3 separate regions of the Gossypium hirsutum genome follow, and regions 2 and 3 are each linked to region 1. The links are chromatin contacts, called in public Hi-C maps. All regions are on one chromosome and are shown on one strand. Each heading gives the region's core, a stretch centred on a gene start, on an enhancer-like site or on the middle of the called end of the contact. The rest is flanking DNA. Distances are from core to core; before and after follow the strand shown.

The links. A called contact is a pair of places that touch in the nucleus more often than the background predicts.
Region 2: a Hi-C map of leaf shows a contact between it and region 1, with 2.2 times the contacts expected there. The contact joins the promoter of LOC107950993 here to the promoter of LOC107902730 in region 1. A contact is called at or near these places in 4 of 34 Hi-C or Micro-C datasets (all in leaf).
Region 3: a Hi-C map of leaf shows a contact between it and region 1, with 4 times the contacts expected there. The contact joins the promoter of LOC107902204 here to the promoter of LOC107902730 in region 1. A contact is called at or near these places in 15 of 34 Hi-C or Micro-C datasets (callus, fibers, hypocotyl and 3 more).

The regions. Positions count from the first base shown.
Region 1 is chrA08:10,973,504-10,977,406 of Gossypium_hirsutum_v2.1, forward strand. LOC107902730 reads left to right here and starts at 2,293. Exons shown (of 4, transcript XM_016828995.2): 1 at 2,293-2,521; 2 at 3,071-3,515; 3 at 3,793-3,903. The coding sequence starts at 3,114. LOC107902956 (a long non-coding RNA gene) reads right to left here and starts at 1,102. Exons shown (of 3, transcript XR_001685665.2): 1 at 460-1,102; 2 at 280-342; 3 at 1-197.
Region 2 is chrA08:10,836,923-10,840,682 of Gossypium_hirsutum_v2.1, forward strand. It overlaps LOC107950993, which reads right to left and starts at 1,797. Exons shown (of 5, transcript XR_005900133.1): 1 at 662-1,797; 2 at 384-576; 3 at 1-228.
Region 3 is chrA08:11,123,154-11,127,005 of Gossypium_hirsutum_v2.1, forward strand. LOC107902204 (2-methyl-6-phytyl-1,4-hydroquinone methyltransferase, chloroplastic) reads left to right here and starts at 1,889. Exons shown (of 3, transcript XM_016828445.2): 1 at 1,889-2,892; 2 at 3,059-3,365. The coding sequence starts at 2,330.

The DNA of each region.
Region 1 (3,903 bases), core at 1,043-3,542:
AACTGAGGCTAATTTATTTTACAAAAAATGATGGAATATTCACATTCCAAGGAAAATTAAAATCCTATTATGGAAAATTTCTTGAAATTTTAATCCTCATTTTGTTAATCTTTGGTGCAAGAGATTGCTCTCGGTGGTAGTATGTCCCAAATATGGAGCAGTTACTGAAAACATTGACCATATCTTCAAAGAATGCCCTGTGAGGCGAGAAGTTTGGATTAGCTTGAATCTGGAATGGGTATTAACAGAATTGATTTTGTCACACTAGGAGTGGCTTACCTGGGTGTTCAAGAGTAGTTCAAGCATTTAATGTCGAGTATTTTGCTACCCTTTGTGGGCGATCTGGACAGACAGAAACAAATGATTACATGAAGGAAAGAAAAGTATGGGCCTGGAAATTGTTGCATGGATAAACAAATATATTAAGGAACTAGAGGGGTATGAGGTTCGAGATTTTACCACGAGGCACGAGTCCATAGTTTGGTGGCTACCAGTTGGTTCTGTTGTCAAACTTAATTTCGACACTGCTTTTGATGACTCTCGGGTAAAATCAGTCTTAGGGGTGGTGGTTAGAAATGCTTCGGGGGAGGTCCTCGCATTCTAAACAGTGGCTCACGGAGAGGTGGCCTCTTCATTTGCAGGAGAGGCCCTTGTGTGCCTCCAAGCAATGTTTATGGGAAAATAGATGGGGTTCGCATCAGTTATCATTGAAGGAGACTCGATATTAGTAATAAAAAAAAAGTAACTCAGAGAAGACTAACAAATCAGTGATTGGGGATATAATATGGAACATTCAGCAGCAAAAACAATTTTTTCACCAAATAACCTTTCAACATACATACAAATTTGCAAATATTATCGGTCACAACTTAGCTAGAGAAGCGATGAAAGGAGAATCGTGAGCATACCTGATCGGAATAGTCCCTGAGCAACGAACATTGGAGGTGGATCAACGGAGAATGAGGGAACCTGACTGAGGGTTGTTTGATAGGGGGTCTATGCATAGAAGGAAAACAGGAAAGTGGGATTTTGGAAACCGCTTTTCTGGGACTGGAATCGGTGCATTAATTGTGGAAATGCTAATTGGACTCCAACTGTTATCAGATTGGAAGTTTATTTTAATTTTCTGTTTAATTTTAATTTGTCTATTTCTTTGGTAATAATTTTAAGGTTTTACCATTATTGGGTTTTGTTTTCATTTTTTGGTGGGCCTGTGAATTTTGTTAGCCCATTCCTATCTTTTCTTTCATTAATATACTAGTCTATTTTGCAAAAAGTAAAAAAGATATGTGCAATCTCTAAAATAGTAATAAAATTAACAATAAAATAAAATTTATACAATATTCAAATAATAACAAAAAAATAGTAGCAACATAATTGTGAAATTGTAACAAAATAGTGAAAAAGCCAACAATAAAATAGCAATAAAATAATAAAAAATAGAAAAATAAATGCAATTTTTTTTTTGCATATTCAGGCCGAGCTCAGGCCAAAAAAGCCTTACTCGAGACCCAAAATCCTCTCATTTTTCGAACGGGCCTTCAGACTAGGCTAGATGGCCTGGCTCATGAATAGGTTGACATGTAAGTTATCACGCCAACAATGTTAAAATTTAATGTTTTAATCATCATTTCTTTTAGAAAAAAACGATACGACTATTTTTGAAAAGTTGATGGCTAAATTTAGCTTTTAAAAAGTAAGAGTAACTTGAAAAAAATATAAACATTAAGAATTAAATTTATTATTATATCATTTTTTATTTTGTAAATCGAATATCGGTTGAAATATATTTAAATTATAATAAGTTAAATTTAATAAAATTAAACGGGATTAAAAATAATATTTAGATTTTTTTAATTAGCTATTTAGCCCTACTTACGGGCACATGTAAAATTTAAGAAGGGGTAATTTCATTTTATTTAGAGATGGAATTTCAAAATCTTCAAAACCATGGAAAAGATATGATAAGGGCATTTGTTATTTTATGTTACGGTTACAGCTTACGTCATACATATGCAACATAGTCCAAAATGCCCTTATGGGAAATGACCTTATTGTCAAGCTTTGAAGTAATTTTTAACTATAAACTATTTCTAAGTTTAAAGACAAGAAGCTAGTTATGTAGCATTAATTTCAAATAACAAGGATTTTTTTAAAAAAATATAATATAATCAAAATCCAAATAATCATGACGGAATTTATGCTTAATCATGATTCTGTATTCTTTGATTTTGTACAGGAACTAAAGACCTGTTTTTTTAATGGTCTCATAAGGCACGTCGATTCTGAGGTTGTAATGAAATCAATGGTCCAACATGGCAAAGATTTTGTCTAAAACTATGAATTATCCCCATCATTTATTTCTTCAAAAATGAGTTAATCTTTGATTAGTAGGGTTTTTTTTTTACTTAAATAATAATCAAAAGAGAGCGCAAAATAAACCAATTTTGCGTAAGGATGTGGTCATGACCGCAACTAAACTGCGTCCTGTTCGTTTTCATTTCTTCACTTTTACTCTCAGGTCAGTCCCATTCAATTAATTAAAAGTTTTCAATTGAATTGAATTGGAATTCCTTCTCAATTTCTAATTTTGTTTTTGTTTTTGTCTTATTATAGTTCATAATTTTAGGATGTTTAATTCTGGGTAAGTGCTAGTTTTTTAATTATTTCAGTTTCTTTTTTCTGGGTGTTTTTGAGGATTGCAAAACCATGGGTTGATTGATGTTTTTGAAAACTGTTGGCTGAATGAGTTCATTTGAGTTTGGTTGCAGAATGTTCCCTGTTTGTAGCATCAATCTTATTTTTTCTAATTAGATTTGATTATATCTCTATATAAACTAGCTTCATGGAGTTCTTGAAGATTACAATTTTCTTATTTTGCAATTGAATGTTTTGGGAATTAGACCCCCAAAACGGGATAAAACTCTCTCCACTGTTTTCTTTCCATTCACAAGATTCGATCTCAAAATTTTGCTTGGCATTGAGCTCCTTTCCACTCAACTCAGGATCACTTTTAGATCTCTTTTAGCAATCACAATATCAGTGGTATTAATTTTGTTTTATATTTCAGTCTTGTTTTTCGGGATCAAGCATAATAAGAGTTCAAAAGAAAAATGAAGTTCAGAAAAGGGAACTTGGTGGAGGTTTTGAGAAGAGAAGATGATCCATGTGGTTCCTGGTTTACTGGTAATATTCTTTCAGCAGATGGTGACTACTATATTGTTAGGTACAAACTGTTTACAGACTGTGAAGGAAGAAGGGTGGTGGAGACGGTGAAAGGGAAGGACGTTAGACCATTGCCTCCATATGTAAACCGGAAGAATTGGGCAGTCGGGGATGTAGCTGAGGTGTTCGATATCCAGTGTTGGAGGATAGGAAAGGTTGCAAAGGTGTTAAAGAACAATGATTCATTTGTCATTAAGTTGTTTGGGTCCATCCTACTTAAAGAATTCCATGTGTCAAGTTTAAGGGTTAGGCAGGCTTGGCATGGTAACAAATGGATGGTGGTTGGGAAGGTAAATGCACCTTGCATTCATCGTGCTTTGGACCTAAATTCTCTTTTCTAAATGTTTAAGTTTATTAGAGCTCTCTCTCTCTCTCTCTCTCTCTCTCTCTCTCTCTCTATAAAGCATAGCATAACTCGTGATAAGTCGTTTCGAATGAATTCAAGAAAATATCTTCTTGTTGCCTTCCACATTGTTCTTTATGATATGAACTTGATTCTTGCTTGAGCTGCAGTTGTTTTTTTTCCGTATTATCAATATATCTGAATCAGCCTACATGTGATTGCAGGTTGCTCAAAGTAAAGATTTGGCCAACAGTTTTACAGCGGAAACTCCGTACTGTGCCAGTGGCTTGCGTTTCAAGACTCCATTACTTATGAACAAAGCTTTGCGGTCTAAA
Region 2 (3,760 bases), core at 547-3,046, 140 kb before region 1:
ATGGAGGAATGTGCATTCCCTTCTTCTTCAGGCATTGCTTTACCGCCTCTGAAACAGTAACAATTATCTTCTGGAGACGATCAGCTTTGCCAACGAAGATGAAGGGAAGCATTTGGAGGATTGATTTGTAAGTCTTCGTTGATCGGGCGAGTTCGAACTCTGATCTGAAATCGATGTCGATCAACATTCGTTCCCCCTCAATTATCACGTCTATGTATTCGTACTCCCCTGCTAATTAAAAATAGAAAGTGTTATTATTTCTAAATTGTTAAAATAAAATAAAATCAAGCCATTAGCATAGGAATCGGATACTAGCATAAATATCTGTATGACAAATTTGAAGACGAGTTAATAATACAAATAAAAAGGGAGAAAGAAAGTACCGGCGGGGCAAGAGGGAGATTTTTCCCAGCAAGATTTGCAGATAGAAGCATCATATCCAAGGGTCAGTAATCCATCAGTGACCATTTTCCTGCAAAAATCATCTTTACTCTTACAGATCTTGTTCTTCTCCACAATCTTCGCCGTATCCGCCAATAAAATCTTTTCACTCACACTCATAGGACAAATCAAATTCTGTTCCATAAAAGATGAGCTACACATTTAAAAAATAAGCTACAATTTTACAATTTAAGGAAAAAGGCGGAAAATATTGTAATACCTTTAGGATTTCAGATGCTTCAGCGGGAGAATTAAGATTGGAGTCACCAAAGAAACTATCCATATCGTCTTCGGAGCTGTCGCTGCAGTTACGGTTGAAGCAGTTACAGCGGTTACGGCTGCATCTAACAGCACAAGATTGTTGTTTCTCGTTGTTTTCTTCTATGAAATTCTGAACCATCTTGGCCAAGCAAACAGAGCTCGGCTCGAACTCACCGGCGTATTCCTTGCTTAAAGGGAGCTCATCGGCGGCGATGGTACCGATCTTATCCGTCGTGGAATTTCTTAGAACGCTAGGGAACGGCCGTTCAAACAGCCGCTTGAACCTCGATTTCACCAAAGGCTTTACTGTTTCCGACCGCGGCAGCGCTGCCTCTTCTAGCGTGTTGAAATCGATCGGCTGGATCTTCATTGGGAAAGGCATGTTTCTCGGTCTTCAAAAAAAAAAAGAAAAAAAAAGCCGCTTCTACCTTTACTACGGCAACACTTCAAACTCTCGTTGATTCTTCTCTTTCTGATGAGATCAGCACACGCAATTGACACAGAAATTCATGTTGGAGAGACAAAAAATAATGCAGTTAATCAAGACACGAGACTCTTAACTCTTAACGTTGATTATAATATACAATTATTTGCTTCTCATTTGCCAAACAAGGGATGGAATAACTTCATAACTCTGCTAAGTAGAGTCGCTTTGCTTACGAGTTTTTTTTTTTTTCACTTTTTTTTTCAGATACGGTTAAAGTTACCGAAACACGCAACAGCCCGAGAACATAATGTTATTTCCATGGGAATTCACGCGAAGATTGTGAGTGACCAGCGAGTCCATTTTTCCGGCAACAACTCGCCGGCGAAGAGAACGAGAATTAAGAAATAAAACCGATGAAACAAGAGGTGGTGAAAAAGCCAGAAAATGGAAATGAGATGAGACTGTTAGCAGGGGCAGTGGTCCAGGGCCTTATAAAGGGTGGAGGGGTAGGGATATCTGACGTGGACCTGTTGACAAAATTTTGAAGTCCTACGTGGCGAAATATTTAATCCGTTGAATTTGGGCTACGTGTTGAACCGTGAACCGGTTCATTTTTAGTGGTGGTTACACGATGCCACGTAAAGGAGCGTGACGATAAGGTGCCGGTTTCCGTAATGGAGTCCCATGGTACTCAGGCGCTGTTAATTAGTGAAGTTAATTTAATAGGGTTTAGATAAAATTACCTAATTGGACCTCAAAGGTTGTGGTTAATTTGCTACGTCAATAGTCATCATGACTAGGAAAAAGCAATGAGAGTGTGGGTAGGATAGTCTTTTCAGTAAATTATGGTAAATTAGTGGGAAAGTGATAGGGGAGGTTAAAACTGGAAAGTACAAGTACATGGGAAAAGGTGAGGTCCACAAATCAATGACGGTTTTATTGCTTTTTTGGGATTAAAGGGGGGTGTTAAAGTAAAACGGGAAGACTGTGGGGGGGGGGGGGGGGGGCTAAATAGGGAAATCAGTGGACTTTTCCTTCCGATGCATTAAACCAGTTACCTGATGTCGTTTAGGATTAAGGAGGACACGAGTTGTTTGGGTTACGAATGAGATGTCATTTATTGCGTGTCTATTCCCAAGTTCCTATACTTTAAAAATGTTTCAGATTTAATTCTTGTATTTAAAAAATTAAATTATTTTATTTTTTCAATTTAAATATCCTAATTGTTAGTATTTTTTAAAAAAAATTGTCATTATATTATATTTATTTTTTAACAATCATATGCCTTATTATAGTTTAATTAACATGGTAAATTTTGATATAAATATTAATAATTTTAATGATTAGTTCAAAATTTAAAATTAAAAAATTAATTAAATTTTTTTTAAATACATGGGCTAAATGTCAAACTTGATCAAAACACATGGATTGTATTTGTGTATAAATTATAATATTAATAGGATAATACATACATATTTTCTCCAAGGTTGGTTTCATATTTGCAAATAAGTTTTATGTGATTCCCACATGACACGTAACATTTTTATTAAAATTCTATGTAGTCAAATCGATATGGAGAATTGGTTTAATATCTATGTTCATCTCTCTCTCCCTTGTTTTTTCAAAGTCAAAATAAAAATTGCTTAAAAAGTTGTCAGTAAATAAAGAGTGATTTTTAAATAATAATAAAAAATACAATTTAATCATTTTAATTTTAAAAATTGTGATTTGGCGGTTAAATGGCACATTTTTTTTATTAGAAAAGAAGAAAATCAATTATTATATTTTTATGAATAATATATGTGTGAAATGCATGTATTCATATTTATATATCTTCTTATAAAATATTGTTTTCTAATATTATTAATTTTTATTAAAATTTAGTTTTGAAGGACAATCTGACACCTTTACAAACTCTTTATCTTTCTACTTGTTTGATATGAAATCTGATAATATGATATTAGTTGGGAGTAATTGAGTATATGATGGGCCATTGATATATTATTGTGTGGGGACTCCAAGGAGAAGAAAGGACAGCCATGTGTTTTGATCCCAACATACATCTCTCTTATTATGGGCCTTGTTAAGAAATGATATCTCCTCAATTTAAGGGCTATATATCTCCATTTTATCAACTTTTTAAGTTCACAAATGAAATTAAAAAAATCCTACCAAAAAGAAATTAGGGGAAAAGAAGTAAGAAAGGTAAGATGTGTGAGTTTCACCGTGAGGACCCCACAAGAAAGTGAAGGGTATGTACATTTTAGTGGCGATAATATTGATATGCCTTCCGCAACATTTGGGTTGTACAACATGGTCAGATATCATATCGATTCCAAGTCTAGAGAGTGTGGAGTAGAAAAAATAAAAAGGGCAACCCACAAAAGCAAATAATTATTAATTTATTATCATTATTTTGGTAACTGCCTACTCTTTATTTCAATCCACCAACCATGGTCTTAGTTTTACCCTATCACCCTAGTTAGGATTTTCTTTTTCTTCAGTTGATTTTGTAGACAAATGAATATAAATTCCTCCACTTTCAACATTTCAATGGAATGTTGGACCTTTCAAATAAAAGATTAGATCGATTGAATCAATAACTAAATCGTTTTTTTAAAATATATTTTT
Region 3 (3,852 bases), core at 639-3,138, 150 kb after region 1:
CTTTTTTAGTTTTGCTTTTGCACCTAATCAAAATCAAATAATAAGCCCCAAATTAGTGACATCACATTCAATAATTTATCAAAATTAAGCATAATAAACATGTAAATTGGATGTATTGTCACTCTATAAAAGATTATTTTTGGTGTCGGCAAAAAGGAACTTGAATTTTCATTTTCCTATTAATTTTCAATAATCTATTTTACTATGAATAGCTAATTTTAATTTTTTTTAGCCAATGTAAATGAAAATTCTATCTTATTAGAATTGTGAGATTTGAAAGTGTTCTTTCGTTTTTTTTCTTATTCGTTGATATTTGCTTTTCTATTTTATGAGATGGATTGGTATTTAAAATATATAGTTGACAATAAGTGTTGGGTACGAAAGGCACATTGCTCTCCTAAAGAAAGAACTTAGGCTCAAACCCTGGAAATGTCATTGTTGGAAGAGTAGCTACACAAACTTCAAAAGGGTCTTCACGACCGTAAAACAGACATAGAGATACATTATTTGTACAAAAATGAATTATACATAGTTAATTAGAGTAAATTGGTCAGTAATTGTCTCTTTATTCCAATAACCGAAACATATTAGCGTAGTTTGATTTAAAGAACAATTGGATTATGCTATGAAAATGTGTAATCTAATTTAAATGAATCATGTTGTTGAATTTGTTAATTATAGTTCGATCTTTCTAATTTGTAAGGCTATTAAAAAATTAAATATTATAAGTGTTTCTTAAGGTTGTTTGACTTAAAAGGGTTGATTGTATAGTTATTCTCGCAATTAATTTATAAACTCAAGAAAGATTGATGGTTTAAGTAAGAAAACATCTAAAATTCGTGATCAATTTGACACCGAAATTGACATCGCACCTTAGATTGGAAATCTCGTCATATATGTTTACTCTTGAATATTTCGAATTGCTGTTATTTACATTCCGAATTTTCTTTATATTATTTTTGCAAGATTTAAAACCCCATTTTTTTTTATTTTTCTTCAAGATTGCAAAAGTCGTGCTCACAATTGCTCTAGTTACTAAATAATTTTAGTTGATCTAATCTCTTTCAGATTTGACCCTACTTTTCTATTTATAAAATTTATTATGTTTTTTACGGGTAGGAATTTAAAGTCCATGGATTCCGCACCATCATATATTAATTATGGTTTTAATCTCTTTTACTTTTAATTTGAAATTAATGTGAATTCTCGAAGTAACACCATTAATTATTATTGTTAAAATGATGAAGTGAATTTCTCTTACAACAACTAATTTAATTAAAATATAAAATTGTTATTAATTGAATATATCTCTTAAAATTAAAATACAAATTTCTTAAACTTTAATATTTTTGTTGATACAATGTATCGTCAATAGATATGAAAGAAGGAAAGAGTGTTCTGTTTTCTGGTTTAAGAAAAGATAAGAAGAAGAAGATAATAAAGATAGAGTCTTTTTTAGTACCGTCTTTTCTCTCAAATCGAGTGTTTGGGGTTATTTAAACTATGAATATTTCGAATTGAATTTCGAATCAAGTTATTATATATTTTATTATAATTATATAACAACTTTATAAGTGGGTTTGAAAATTTATACTGTAATTACCCTCATTCTCATATGTCAACTATGAATTGAAAAGGGTAATTAAAATGCCAAATTACACTCAATTTAACGAAACCTAATAATTAATAAAATTTAAATCTAATTATTAATTTTTTTCAATTTTAATGTAGTAAAAAAATCCAAATCATAATTAAATCAAGATTGCTGCTGCGAAACAAAACTCGATGCTTGGTCGTGATTGGGCCTCGTGAGGGTAGGCAGAAATGAATGCGCATCACCTTGCAATTAAGAGAGGAGAGTAAAGGATCCACCATTCAGCAAAAAGAGCCCATTGTCTTTGTTTGCACCCTGCGATTTTCACTTCTCCTACTAAAACACAATCAAACTTCAAATAGTAAATTCTTTCTTAAATATAGGACAAAAACCAATCAAAATAATAAGCCAAAAAAGAACCCAATCCTGTGGTGCCCGTTAACTCGATTTCTCTGCTCTAGAGACTCTCTAGTCTCACCAAAGTTGCATAAAGAAAAGTAGCTAACTGCCTAGGCTTGGATCTGCGGTGCTGGACCAAGTACCATGTTTTGTGGGCTACTGGCTCTCTTCAGTGTTCACCTAGCCTAACCACCGCCCTGAACCCACCAAACCACCAGATTTGGGTGCTGGGTTTTTGTCTTTATATTTTTATTTTCTCATTTCTTTCAACTTTCAACTAAACATTGCACCTTCTTAATTTGTGGGGTTTTTTTTTTTTGGTTTGCTGCTTAATCCATGGCTTCTTCCATGCTGAATGGAGCTGAAACCTTCACTCTCATCCGAGGTGTTACCCCAAAAAGTATTGGTTTTTTGGGGTCAGGTTTACATGGGAAACAGTTTTCCAGTGCGGGTTTAATCTACAGTCCGAAGATGTCCAGGGTAGGAACGACGATAGCCCCGAGGTGCAGCTTATCAGCGTCAAGGCCAGCTTCACAACCAAGATTCATACAACACAAAAAAGAGGCCTTTTGGTTCTACAGGTTCCTCTCAATTGTCTATGACCATGTCATAAACCCAGGTCACTGGACTGAAGACATGAGGGATGATGCACTTGAGCCGGCTGATCTCAATGACAGGGACATGGTAGTTGTAGATGTTGGTGGTGGAACTGGTTTCACTACTTTGGGTATTGTTCAGCATGTGGATGCTAAGAATGTTACAATCCTTGACCAATCTCCTCACCAGCTTGCAAAGGCTAAACAGAAGGAGCCTCTCAAGGAATGCAACATAATTGAAGGTGATGCAGAAGATCTTCCTTTTCCTACTGATTATGCCGATAGATATGTGTCTGCTGGAAGGTATATTTTCAACCCCCTTTTAGGACTATCTCCTATAAGATGTTAAATACTGGTATCTTTATGGTTTGCATGTATGATTTGTCTTGAAATTGAGAGAGGGGAGGAGATAGTAGCTTGATAATGCCTCTAACTGGGAAATGGGAATATGGTATTGTGTGTTTTTCAGCATAGAGTACTGGCCAGACCCACAACGGGGGATCAAGGAAGCATACAGGGTGTTGAAACAAGGAGGAAAAGCTTGCTTAATTGGTCCTGTGTACCCTACATTTTGGTTGTCTCGTTTCTTTGCAGACGTTTGGATGCTTTTCCCTAAGGAGGAAGAATATATAGAGTGGTTTGAAAAGGCTGGATTTAAGGATGTCCAACTCAAAAGGATTGGCCCTAAATGGTATCGTGGAGTTCGCCGACATGGTTTGATCATGGGGTGCTCTGTAACCGGTGTTAAACCCGCATCTGGGGACTCTCCTTTGCAGGTAAATCACTTTTTGAACACTGCTTCATTAAATAAATCTTTACCCTATTTGACTAGTGAGTTGTCTAGTGATGTCTGCATGTATTTATGTCATACACTCTGTATTATGAGCCAAGGATTCAAAATGTGGTGAAAGGTTCTGTACATTGTTACAAATATACAACTATTTTACCTTCTGTTTAAGGAGCCATAATCATAAGCCGCAACTAATCCTCAGAATAGCCTCGGTTCTTTTTATCCTGAATTGTTCAAATTCTGGTTCTGCCTTTGTTGTTCAGTCAAAGAAGCTCTCAGTCAACAATCAATAAATAAGTTTACTTTGGCACATAATTGATAAGTGTTTTCTAATAGCCCCTTGTAATCATCTCTCATTCATCTCCCACCTCGGTCTTTCGTGATATGAAGATGGAATTGATTTCTTTGGTCTATGAGATTATCTAGATCTCTTCTAGTCTTTTAGGTGCATACATTTTCAGATGATGCTTGAT